2 separate regions of the Mus musculus genome follow, and region 2 is linked to region 1. The links are chromatin contacts, called in public Hi-C maps. All regions are on one chromosome and are shown on one strand. Each heading gives the region's core, a stretch centred on a gene start, on an enhancer-like site or on the middle of the called end of the contact. The rest is flanking DNA. Distances are from core to core; before and after follow the strand shown.

What was found. Hi-C and Micro-C count contacts between places; a contact is called where the count stands out from the background.
Region 2: a Hi-C map of muscle stem cells shows a contact between it and region 1, with 1.8 times the contacts expected there. The contact joins two enhancer-like sites. A contact is called at or near these places in 2 of 15 datasets of contacts at CTCF or cohesin (CD8 T cells and the NIH/3T3 cell line), 5 of 484 Hi-C or Micro-C datasets (muscle stem cells, nephron progenitors, pancreatic cancer cells and 1 more) and 2 of 115 datasets of contacts at active chromatin or transcription factors (embryonic fibroblasts and embryonic stem cells).

The regions. Positions count from the first base shown.
Region 1 is chr10:19,043,067-19,048,544 of GRCm38.p6, forward strand. No RefSeq gene overlaps it. Among named protein-coding and RNA genes, the nearest start is that of Gm51814, 17 kb to the right of the region's middle. Within about 2 kb of position 3,120, at least 66 of the 459 cell types and tissues checked have an H3K27ac peak or open chromatin away from gene starts, as enhancers often do. A contact at or near this core is called in muscle stem cells, where this site is marked.
Region 2 is chr10:19,119,845-19,125,322 of GRCm38.p6, forward strand. No RefSeq gene overlaps it. Among named protein-coding and RNA genes, the nearest start is that of Gm20139, 19 kb to the right of the region's middle. Within about 2 kb of position 2,542, at least 75 of the 459 cell types and tissues checked have an H3K27ac peak or open chromatin away from gene starts, as enhancers often do. A contact at or near this core is called in muscle stem cells, where this site is marked.

The DNA.
Region 1 (5,478 bases), core at 1,870-4,369:
AAGGGAGTGGTTTTGCTCGGTTGTACACTCCAGCCACCACTTGATACTTCCACAGTCCCAAAGCAATAGTGAGAACTAAATGTGGCCAAAGCCACAAAAGCTGTGAGCCAGGACAACTTTTCTCTTTGTGAGTTAATTGCCTCAGGGGTGTCACTAGAGTGAGATCTGACTAATGCAGCCAGGCACCAACATACAGGAATGTCACCCATAATACATGAAAACTTCCACGTGGAAAACAACCTCTTTCAAGGCAGGCATATATCTTCTGAGTCTGTAGGACTGCGAACGTGAGATTTTTTATTTCCTTGGGTATATTCTCTGACTCCAGACATCAGGCATATTCCGTGACTCAAGATTTTGTTTGGTTTTGCTTTTTAGGTTTTCTTGATAAAATCACTTTCTCTTTCCAAAGTTCTAACAGTTCTGACAATGGACATAGCTTTTCACAGAAGCTTAAGCATTTTGACTACCTAGGGTGGCATGGACTAGTGTTCTGGCAGGCATTCAGACTACAAAATTCAGTGGTTTTGCCACCATACATGTATAATGTTATGTAAATGAGACTCCAAGAGGGAAAATGTAGAGAAGTGCAGGACAGGGCTTTGTAGCATGTAATTTTTGCTACCCTGCTTTAAGCTCTGGGTGGACTGTGTTATCAGCCCCACCCAGGTTCTCTTGGATCCTCGGATGAAACACACACACACACACACACACGCTTATTTTTCAACCTGCCTTATTGGCTCAGTTGCTGGGTGCTTCTAATCTCCCATGGCTAGATTGCCTTTTCCAATACTCTTAGCACCCTAAATCTGCCCTCAGCTTTAGTTCCTACCCCAGGCCCAGTTGGGGAAGTAGCTAATGGCCACTTCACCCTAGATCTCACATGGCTGATGGCCTTTTCTCCCTCTGAAGCATGGCAAAATCTCTCTTCCTCTCATTGCATATCTTTAGCTTCTACTGCAGGGGACATGGAAGTCCCGCCTCTTTCCTTCTGCCCAGCAATTGGCCCCTGGCATCTTTATTGATAGATCAAGAACCAATTGGGAAACAGGATTTTACCACCAAGAGCCACTCCCTACAGGACTTAAAGAGAAAATCACTGTGAGAGAACGACATCAATCAGACAAGCTGAGTAGTACACACTGGAACACAGTGAATCAATTAGGTCAGCCTCCTTGATGATACAAATTAGCAAGGCCTGTTTGTGAACAGTAGAGATTGTTAGAATTCTTTCAAATCAGAAAATTGAACTAACTCTTGTAATGCATGCGCTCTCTCTCTGTCTCTGTCTCTGTCTCTCTCGCTCTGTCTCTCTCTCTCTCTCTCTCTCTCTCTCTCTCTCTCTCTCTCTCTCTCTCTCTCTCTCTCTCTCTCTCTCTCTCTCTCTCTCTCTCTCTCTCTCGATAAGGTCTTTTACTGAACTCAGAGCTTACCAACTGGATAGACAGGTCAGGCAGCAAGAGACCTCCTGTCTCTACCAACCAGTTTTCAGATTACAACTGAGGTCCTCATGCTGGTATAACAAACATTTAACAGAGCAAACCATCTGACAAGGCAGATTTTTATTCTTATAAGTAGGCAAGTTTAGGAAATACTAAATGGGTTCATTTTAACTCCTGATATCAAATTTAGTCCTAAAAGTTTCACAAATCCCTCTACTTACAATCCCAGCTTCCCCATACTGATGCCCACAGAGTTTACTCTCTCTTTTTTCACCAATCCTTCTCTCTCAGGATCCCTCTTTTCCTCTACTTCCTTCCCCTCCCCCCCCCTCTTTTCTTTCCTCCTTTCAAATTCCTGCCCCCTCTTTGTCCAGAATTCGCTCAGTTCAGTGTTTTATGAGGAGTCCGGGGAGTCCTGCCCTGCAAGTGGAGGTAAAGGCAGCAGAAGCCACAGGTGCTGCAGGTCACTACTTGATGTCACTCATGAATTTACGAACATACAGAGGTGATTTCGGTATATTACCTAACTATATCACCAGGTGAGTTTGTTTGCTTTTTACATGCTGATCAAATAAAGTCGGATCATAAAGCCGAGCTGTTCAATTCCCTTCAGAAAGTCCCTAGTCCTTCCACTTGGGAATTTTGAATCTGAAAAGTTCGAGCATTTTCTATGTGATTTTCTTTCTAAAAATACAACTTGCGTGAAGCCTGGTACTATTTTCACTTTGTGCACTCAGCATGATAAGCAGCACCTGGGGAAGTGTTGCTTGTATCAACTCTAACCTTAGGCCTCTGTTGCTCTGAGCAGTACTCTTGGCATTTTCAGAGAGACTCCTTCCTGGTCCTGACCGTTCTGTTGCCTCTTAAGGTTTAAACATATGGGTTGAAGGTAAGTACATTGTATTATCTAGGTGCCAGGCACTCTATTTGTTGCATGATCAGCATATGGATTTGTGCCTCTACCTGAAATAGGTTGTTAAAAAATAAATATGCAACCACACATAACAGCTGATACTGAAGAAATATTTGGATGAGATGAAGACGTCACTCATCCCTGACCATCTCATACATGCTGAAGATAGAACAGAGTATTAAGAGGGACATGATACCCCATGCAGTACTTAAAATTCCTGTGACTATAGTATGGACTTGTCTGCTGAATAGTAGGATATCTGAAGGAAAAGACCTTGCTTTGACAGATCATTAATATTTCTTAGCACAAGGTGGCACACAATAAGTGTGTGTAAATGTTTATGAAACTTGACTCTAACTAAGACATGCCTCTGGTTAATTTTGAACCCCACACTAGAATAATCCATCCTTGTTGTAGTTGAAAAAAAATGTACTCTCTTCCACCATGTCCTATTAGGAAAAAGTGATAACAAGCACTTTGTTAAGTAGGTTTTCCAAAAAAACATTATGCAGTTCGTTTCTTGTAAAGCCTTTTGTCTGTCACCTGTGTGTCTTTTCCTAATATGGTCAGTAATGCATTTAACAGATTTGATTTGGCTTTACTCTTTGTTAATTCCTCTAGAATGTCCCATTTTCACTATCATAAGTTGCTCATTTCTTATTGGGAGCTGTGGTTCATTGAGATGGGGAGTTCCTTTATGGCTAGTAATACTTTGGAATCCCCAGGGATGGTCCATGACAAAGGAGATTAGAATTCTGAAGTGACACCCTTCAAACCACAACTAGTCGGTCTGTGGTCTGAGTCACACACATTCTTTGTCAGATCAGGTCAGCCTGTGCTAAAAGGGCAAAAGAGGAGGAAGAAATCCTAAAAGTACAGAGTGCCCGGCAGAACATCCTCTGGTCATGCTTTAGAGTTTTGAGCTCTAACCCTTGAAACTTTCTAATATTTAAAGTTACAAATACACCAGGAATTCCCCTTCACTACATTGAGTAGTTTAGTTGTGATGTACTTTGTTTATGTGCCTATTCTTCAAGTTGGTTCTGAATAGCTTTCTTGGACTTTTTTTTCTATTTTATTTTTGATTCCAAAGAGAATTTTTTCCAACATTCCTGCCTTCACATTAGCTGAGGTACTTTTTAAAAGGAGCCTACATGTCCAGTGTAACATCAAGAACTGAATTTGTTAGCAAAAGCATAAGCCATCAAATTAGCTTATGTTAGGGAGTGTCTGTGAGTGATAGGTCTGAATGGATTGGCTTCCAGAGCCAGGTATGAATGTTAACCATTGAAGAGGTTCTAAAGAAACCATGTCTCAGGTCTCAGAGATCAGCAAAAAGGGAGGGACTAGAAATTTCCTAGTTGATACCCATGAGAATAGCTGAGTAAGCCTGGTCTTTGCGGAGGACAGCCTTGCCTTTATTCCACGCCTATGTCTCAGTCCTGGCTGAGGGTCCTGTTGGCTAAGCCTGGTTGTTATGCTCACTTTAGCCCCTGTCACTTTTATAAACTTTGCTTTCATTTCACAAGACAAAGTCTTTGGAGCATAAGCAATACAATATCGTAGTGGAACTCAGTTTTCCTGAGGGTTGACGTGCCAACTCTGCAGCTTTTTGGACCTAGAACCTCCCTTCAAAGCCATTCTTAGCTCTGGAAAGTGGGTAAAGTGATACACCCAGCAGAGTTCTAGAGCAAAGCTGAAGACACATGAGATGTTGGTCCCCCGATACCCAAACTAATAAACAAATAAATAGAAGCCTGGTGCTGCTGTCTATGCCTATGGGAGACTAGATCAAGGAGATTGAAGGTTTGAGGCCAACCTAAAGTACACATCGGGATGCTGTCTCAAAAGTCCAACAGTTTCCATAGGTAGATGAGAAAATATAATACGAAGATCTCAGTGCTGGCATATAACGTGTGTGGTGTCTGAGGAAAGGGGGCCAGGAAGGCTCCCAAGGCTCGCACTGAAGACCTGCTACACACTAGATGCCACTCTGGGAAATTTTCTCTCAAAGCCCCAGCTTCCTTATTTGTAAAGTGGGCAGAATCTTCCATAACCCGTCTAAGCAGCTTAAAGAAAATGTGTGCATGTGTGAAAATACACTAAAAATGATGAGGTATTAAAATATGACTCATCTAACTACAAAGTTCTTGAGAGCTAACTCTTTTCTTTCAGGAAGAAAGAAAAAAATTTTTTTAAACCAGCACTTTATAATTTCCTTCTGTCAAAGGTAGTGGCCCTTTCACCACTTCTCCTAAATGACTCATACAGACCTTGTCACAAACTGTCCTGCAGCTTATTTTCCCTTCCTTTACTCCAATTCAATTCTAATTTCTGGAAGACACAATTTTAAATCTGTACATTCGTGCTTTCAGCTCATGGGAGGGGTTGTCAGGAAGCCATTTTGGGGGCACCAAACCACACCACACCATGCTGGTTTGAAGAGCCAGAGGCAAGTAGGACAGCAACTGTCTTCTCTGAAAGGAGAAAAGAAGAATGGGAATCTGGGAAAAGAGGAATTCTGGGATCACAAGAGTTGCTCAGGAAGCCAAAGAGATGAAAGCAGAGGGATGGAACCTTGAGGACGCATATATATATATATATATATATATATATATATATATATATATATATTTTATGGTGTATCTAATCTTTTAATTTTCTTTTTTTAAAAATATTTTTTATTATTACGTATTTTCCTCAATTACATTTAGAATGCTATCCCAAAAGTCCCTCATACCCCCCCCCCACTTCCCTACCCACCCATTCCCATTTTTTTGGCCCTGGCATTCCCCTGTACTGGGGCATATAAAGTTTGCGTGACCAATGGGCCTCTCTTTACAGTGATGGCCGACTAGGCCATCTTTTGATACATATGCAGCTAGAGTCAAGAGCTCCGGGGTACTGGTTAGTTCATAATGTTGTTGCACCTACAGGGTTGCAGATCTCTTTAGCTCCTTGGATACTTTCTCTAGCTCCTCCATTGGGGGCCCTGTGCTCCATCCAATAGCTGACTGTGAGCATCTACTTATGTGTTTGCTAGGCCCCAGCCTAGTCTCACAAGAGACAGCTATATCAGGGGAGGACGCATATATTAAAGTTCCACATACCGCTTTGTTTATG
Region 2 (5,478 bases), core at 1,292-3,791, 76 kb after region 1:
TTTTGTATATGACTCTTCCCCAAGCTGCACGTGTTAGTCTGAGAACATGACAGAGTATACAAAGTAGTGAGGAAGGGGGACCCCATCTGTGCTGCTATGGAAAGCAGTCATGCATGCTAGAGTGAGAACTTCTGCTGATCTGTCTTTTGGGCCATCACTGACAATATTTTAAATAACACCTCATATACTAAGTAAGCTCAGTAAGGCATTCATTCATAAAGTTAGACTGTAATGAAATCCTTACTTCTGTCCTTTGTTGGTGCTCTAACACAGGTGAGCAGGCATTTGATATACCTCTTAGGAAAAGTCCATGGAGCAGACAGGAGCTCCCTGGAAATACACCATTTAACAGGATTTAGGATCATTTCTACTCATTTCCAGTAAGCCTGGCCCAGTATCTGGCCTGGTGTGTCTATTTGGAAGGCTGGTGAGTGACTAGGAAAACTGTTAGGGCAAGGTCACAACCGGAAAGAGCTAAGTTCCTTTCCTATGCTCAGGTGATGTTTGACATGATCCGAAAGAACCTAAGACACAGGCACAGAGAGAAGTGCTCCAAATAGAGTACACAGAGCATTCACTAAAATGGGCCCAGGGGTTCCCTCCATGTGGAATAATCACTGTCACTTGGGATAGGGAGAGAGAGTCCCATTCCTCAGTCTGTGTCCACCTCCCCCGCAGTACTGGTCTTGAAGCTGTGCATACAAATGCTTCAAGTTCTCTGCATTCTTGTCTCAGACATAATGAGTTCTATAGAACACTGGCGACAGGTAACTGGGACTGATGCTAGTAATTAGTGCTACAAGTATCCTTGGAAAGTGAAGACATACAAAGGTGAGGAAGTATATATACATTATGCTTTGATATGAACCTTGCCTCCTATTGAGTTCTCATCTGTAGTCAGCTAAGTATCGGGAAAAATTACAAGAGACTTTGAAATGGGCAAAGACAATTACTGTGGGACAGCCTTGTGGGGGTTGGTTGTCTCTGCGTTCTGTTTGCCTTTGAACTGTGTTAAACTCTGTAACTTGTAAAGCCCTGAGAGCGATGAAATGAACCCTGCAGATGAAGTGCAGTGGAGAGGCGACAACTATGACTTGTTTCTGTGGCCCAATCATCCACCCAGAACACATGGGCTCCTCTACAGCAGCCCCTCCTCTACCATGGACACTACACTTTTTAGCTGTGGAAGACTTTGGAAGCAGGAATTATCACAGAGACAGAGCCCCTTGGAAGACGGGGACAAGAGTTAAGATGGTAGCTTGCTTACTGCTAAGACAACCTCTAGCACAGAGGTTTGTTGCCTTGCGAGTTTGAATAGTACAGTATTTTTATGTATGTTTCTCTTCTGAATACGGTATTCACTTCGAACTAGCAGGAGAATGTCTGTTACTTTATTTAGGGATTTTGCTTGTTTGTGAAACCACATATTGTGCTATAGGGACAACTGCATTTAAAATTTATTCCCAAGATGTTTGCTTAAGAATAAGTTTAGAAAGTTTGCCATGAATAACCATTAGCTCACTTCTGTAGAACCTGGCTTCTATTTTTTTTTCCTTATTAAAACAAGCAAACAAGAAAGCAAGCAAAAAGAATAAGAAAGGAAAAAGAAAAACATTTTTACTGTTTTAATTTTTTCAAACTTTTTAATTACCTTCTAATACTAAAACTGAGATAACGGAAGGAGAGAGAGAGAGAGAGAGAGAGAGAGAGAGAGAGAGAGAGAGAGAGAGAGAGAAATTCTGAAATGTACACTTTCAGAAAACAAATAATGCTCTCAAACAGTCTGAACTTCCATCAAGTTTGGACGACTGGGATAAGCACAGATTTCAATATAATCTCACTGGGAAGGCACTAAGCAGTCTGAACTGGAAATATTCCCCTTTTTCTTTAAGAGACCAGCAGTGTGCCTCCCTCATAGGAGCTTTTGAAAAGGCTGGGTCCAATGATATTTCACTACCTGATCAACAACAGGCACAGCTCACACAGATTCCTCCAGACGTTCACAGTGCGAAGCGATGGGCATTGCACCATTCAAACAGCCAATTATCTTTAAAATGCATCTTAATTGCTGTTAACCTGGCCAATGGTTTCCTATCAAGTACATGACAATATAAGATAAGCCTACACACACACACACACACACACACACACACACACACACAGTCACCCTGGAATTAGGTAGCTGGCTTGTTCTCCATGTGGAATATATGTGCTGGACTCACTTTCCTAAGAAGTCCTCAGGAGCTGGTGACTGTGACCATCAGTGGTAAAGAAAGACCCTACAGCTCCTCGGTAGCCTCTGCTGCACCGGTTCGGTACTCGTTCTGCAGAAGAGGCCTAACTTCTGTCTTTCTTCGCCAGACCAGGAGCTGTCTATGAGCACCTGCCTCCACATCAGAACTCTGATTCGGAAATGCTACTTTTATCTGATGCTCTAGAATATCTGTCATCATCACTGCCATTTCTACGGCTCTGTTGTGAGCCAAGCACCAAGAATATGAAAGTGGGAGTGGGAGTGGGAGGAGAGCGGCTGTGCATGCCAGGAGGATGTGCTCTGGTTAGACAACAGCTTCCTCTCTTTGAATGTGCGTCATTGCCTTTGGCAGTTCCTGGACCTCAAAGCTCAGCTCTACTCTGCCAGATGAATCCCAGATTCAGCCCTGTGGAAGCTGCGTTGTGATTACAATTGTTTCACAGAGACCATAAACTGCTTCTCTTAGGAGAAACATACCGAATTGTGTTGAACTCTGACCTGTATAACTTACTACTTTCTGTGGTAGAGATAAATGCCTGTTGCTGTTAGCTCCTTTAAAAAAAATGACTTGTTAGGAACTTAAAATGTTAAGGAAAACTTATTTAGACCCCCAGAGACTCTAAAATGCACCATCTCTCTTTTTAGTGGCACCAAGCTTGATAAAAGTTGTCATGGCAACTTTGTGGAACCACGTGACCACAGGGATACAGGGCTGACTATGCTCACTCATGCATCTCTGCCTGTTGGTTGATCCAAGTTGTTTACTAAGAGTGGACTTCTCCCCTCCTGTCCAAATTCAGGTGTCAAATCTCCAGTTGTTGAGATGGTACTTGCAGGTATCTGGAGCCTTTGGGAGAACATAAGACAATGACATAGAGCTCTCTTGCATAGAATCAGTGACCTTATGAGACAACCAACCAGATGCTTTGTAGATGATGCTGTCCCTCATATCCCCACACTGCCAGGCATTGTCAACCGCATTGTGCCTTTTGACACATCCATAGGTGGTAAGCCTGGGGGTAGTGTTGCCTCCTATATGCTGCCTTCCAGTGCCAGAGGCAGCAGACGCTTCCTTACCTGAGCTGAAGGGAAAAGATCTGACTGTAGGGCTCTCACGTTCCAGAATTATTCCAGGACTCACTGTGAGGCTGTAATGCCACACACCATAATGGCACTGGTGTCAGGCAATTTGACGATGAGAACGCCATCCTAAACCACACAGGTCTTGGCGTGCTGTCCCTGACAAACACCTAACCAAATTAGGGTAAAGTTTTCCTCCATGCTGTCAAGATTCAGTGGTTACATGGCCAGCACGTGGACTTTAGAAAGGCGAAAGATGATAGAGCACTGTGATTCAGAAAGGGTAAAATAAAATCAATAGGATCACCGCTACTGATAGTGGATGACTTTACACATCTGACTTTTGTTTACCTTACCCAATATATGCCAGACCATCTGAGGGTCAAGAGAGCACTTTTCCATATGTGTGTGTGTGTGTGTGTGTGTGTGTGTGTGTGTGTGTGTGTGTGTGAAGAGAGCACTTTTCCATATATATATATATATATATATATATATATATATATATATCTTAAAAAGCTCCCCCCCAAGGCATGGCTCTGCCCATCATCTCTGCCTAGGCTTCACTCTTTACTGCAAGATTGTCTGACAAGTTGTCAGAACTGTATGAAGTTGCTTTCCAGGAGACAAGCTCCCCCTCTAAGCGCCTCCAGCCTTTTCCTTTCCTAGCTTGAGATTCCTGGGGAAATTCCAGTTTCCTGGGGTCCATTGTTTCCCTGGTCTCCGAGGCAAAGGGCGGAGCACCAGCAGCTCTTTAGAGTATCTTCCTTGTTTGCCAAGAGAATTGCTACAGGAACTATGAAATCCCACTCTTACACTTCAGGAAATGTGGACAGGGAGAGCGAATGTGCGAAGCCTCGCTATGGGGTATATTGCCGTACAGCTAAGCCAGCCAGGCCATAGGACAAGTTTGCCTTCTCCTCACCTTCTGCTTTAGAAACTACTCACAAGCATGTCTGAGATCAGCTTCCATGCTGTTTGCCACCGAGTTTTCAGTTTTCCATTTAGCTCATGCTTTAGCAGCCCTCTTGGGCCAGGCAAGGAACAGAGCATGCGCAGAGGCACACAGTTGGTTTCCCAGGGGGCCATTCGTTACCCTTCCACATAACTCTGAATCAGTGGAAGTAAAGTTATGAGAGGAAAGCTGAGGTGAGACTTCAGGGTAAAAAATGCATTCTCTCCTTCTTCAGAGAGGAATCATGGAGACAAGTCTTCTGCAAGCCAGATCCTAGGAGCCTAAGGCTAGTGTGCCTATGCAGACAGGGTGCCTCATAGGTACTCCAGGTTCTCAAGGTGACAATAAAAGCAGCTCACCAGACAGAGCTGTGGGTGGCTTCATAGAATATGAGGTAGAGAAATTTAATCTATCCTGTCCCCACTTTCACTCACTCACTAGCCGTGTAGTTCTAGTAGTCACTTAGCTTCTCTCAAACATTCATTTTGTCTGCAAGAATTATGTGGCCTGACTCACTCGTAGGTCTCTGTAGCTCAAAAGAGATTGTAAAGATGAACGCACTATTGTGAATTGAAGTGCTCGGCTTGTCTAAGGTAACATCTTCATTCACACTTGATGATCTGGCTGATTTATGTTTACAGACCTCTTTGATATGTCTCAGGGGATTCCTGGATGGCCTCACACCCTGGCAGAATTTGCTTGTCTGGCGTTTAAGACATGCTAGGAGACTCTCCTTACAAAGTTGTCTGTCTGCCTGTGGCTTCCACTTTTTCTGCATCTGTAAAAATGAATGTCTAACGTAGCTTGAGGCCAGTAAGCAAAACCCACATCCCTTTATCGCTCAGTTCTGAGAAGGAGGTCAATTTAGCAACTCCGTGAGAAAAGAACCTTCTTGGTTCCTTTTATTGCTGAAGTCATTCCCAGAGGTACACAGTGGGTCTAACCTAGTAGTCAATCCAGTAGTTCAAATGCAAAAGCAACCAAGTTTGTTGGGGTTCAATGGGTTGGACATAGAAGCAACGGTTTCTTTATAACAACCTGTGGGAAAAGTCTAGAGAGAGAATATGCCGTCATATCCCAGCCTGGCCCAGAGAAGTGCCGGGGGTGGGGGGAGGACACTGAAAACTGATGAAAGATAATGAAAAATAGAAAAAGAACCAAGGATTAGGAAAGAAAGATAATGTTCTATTTA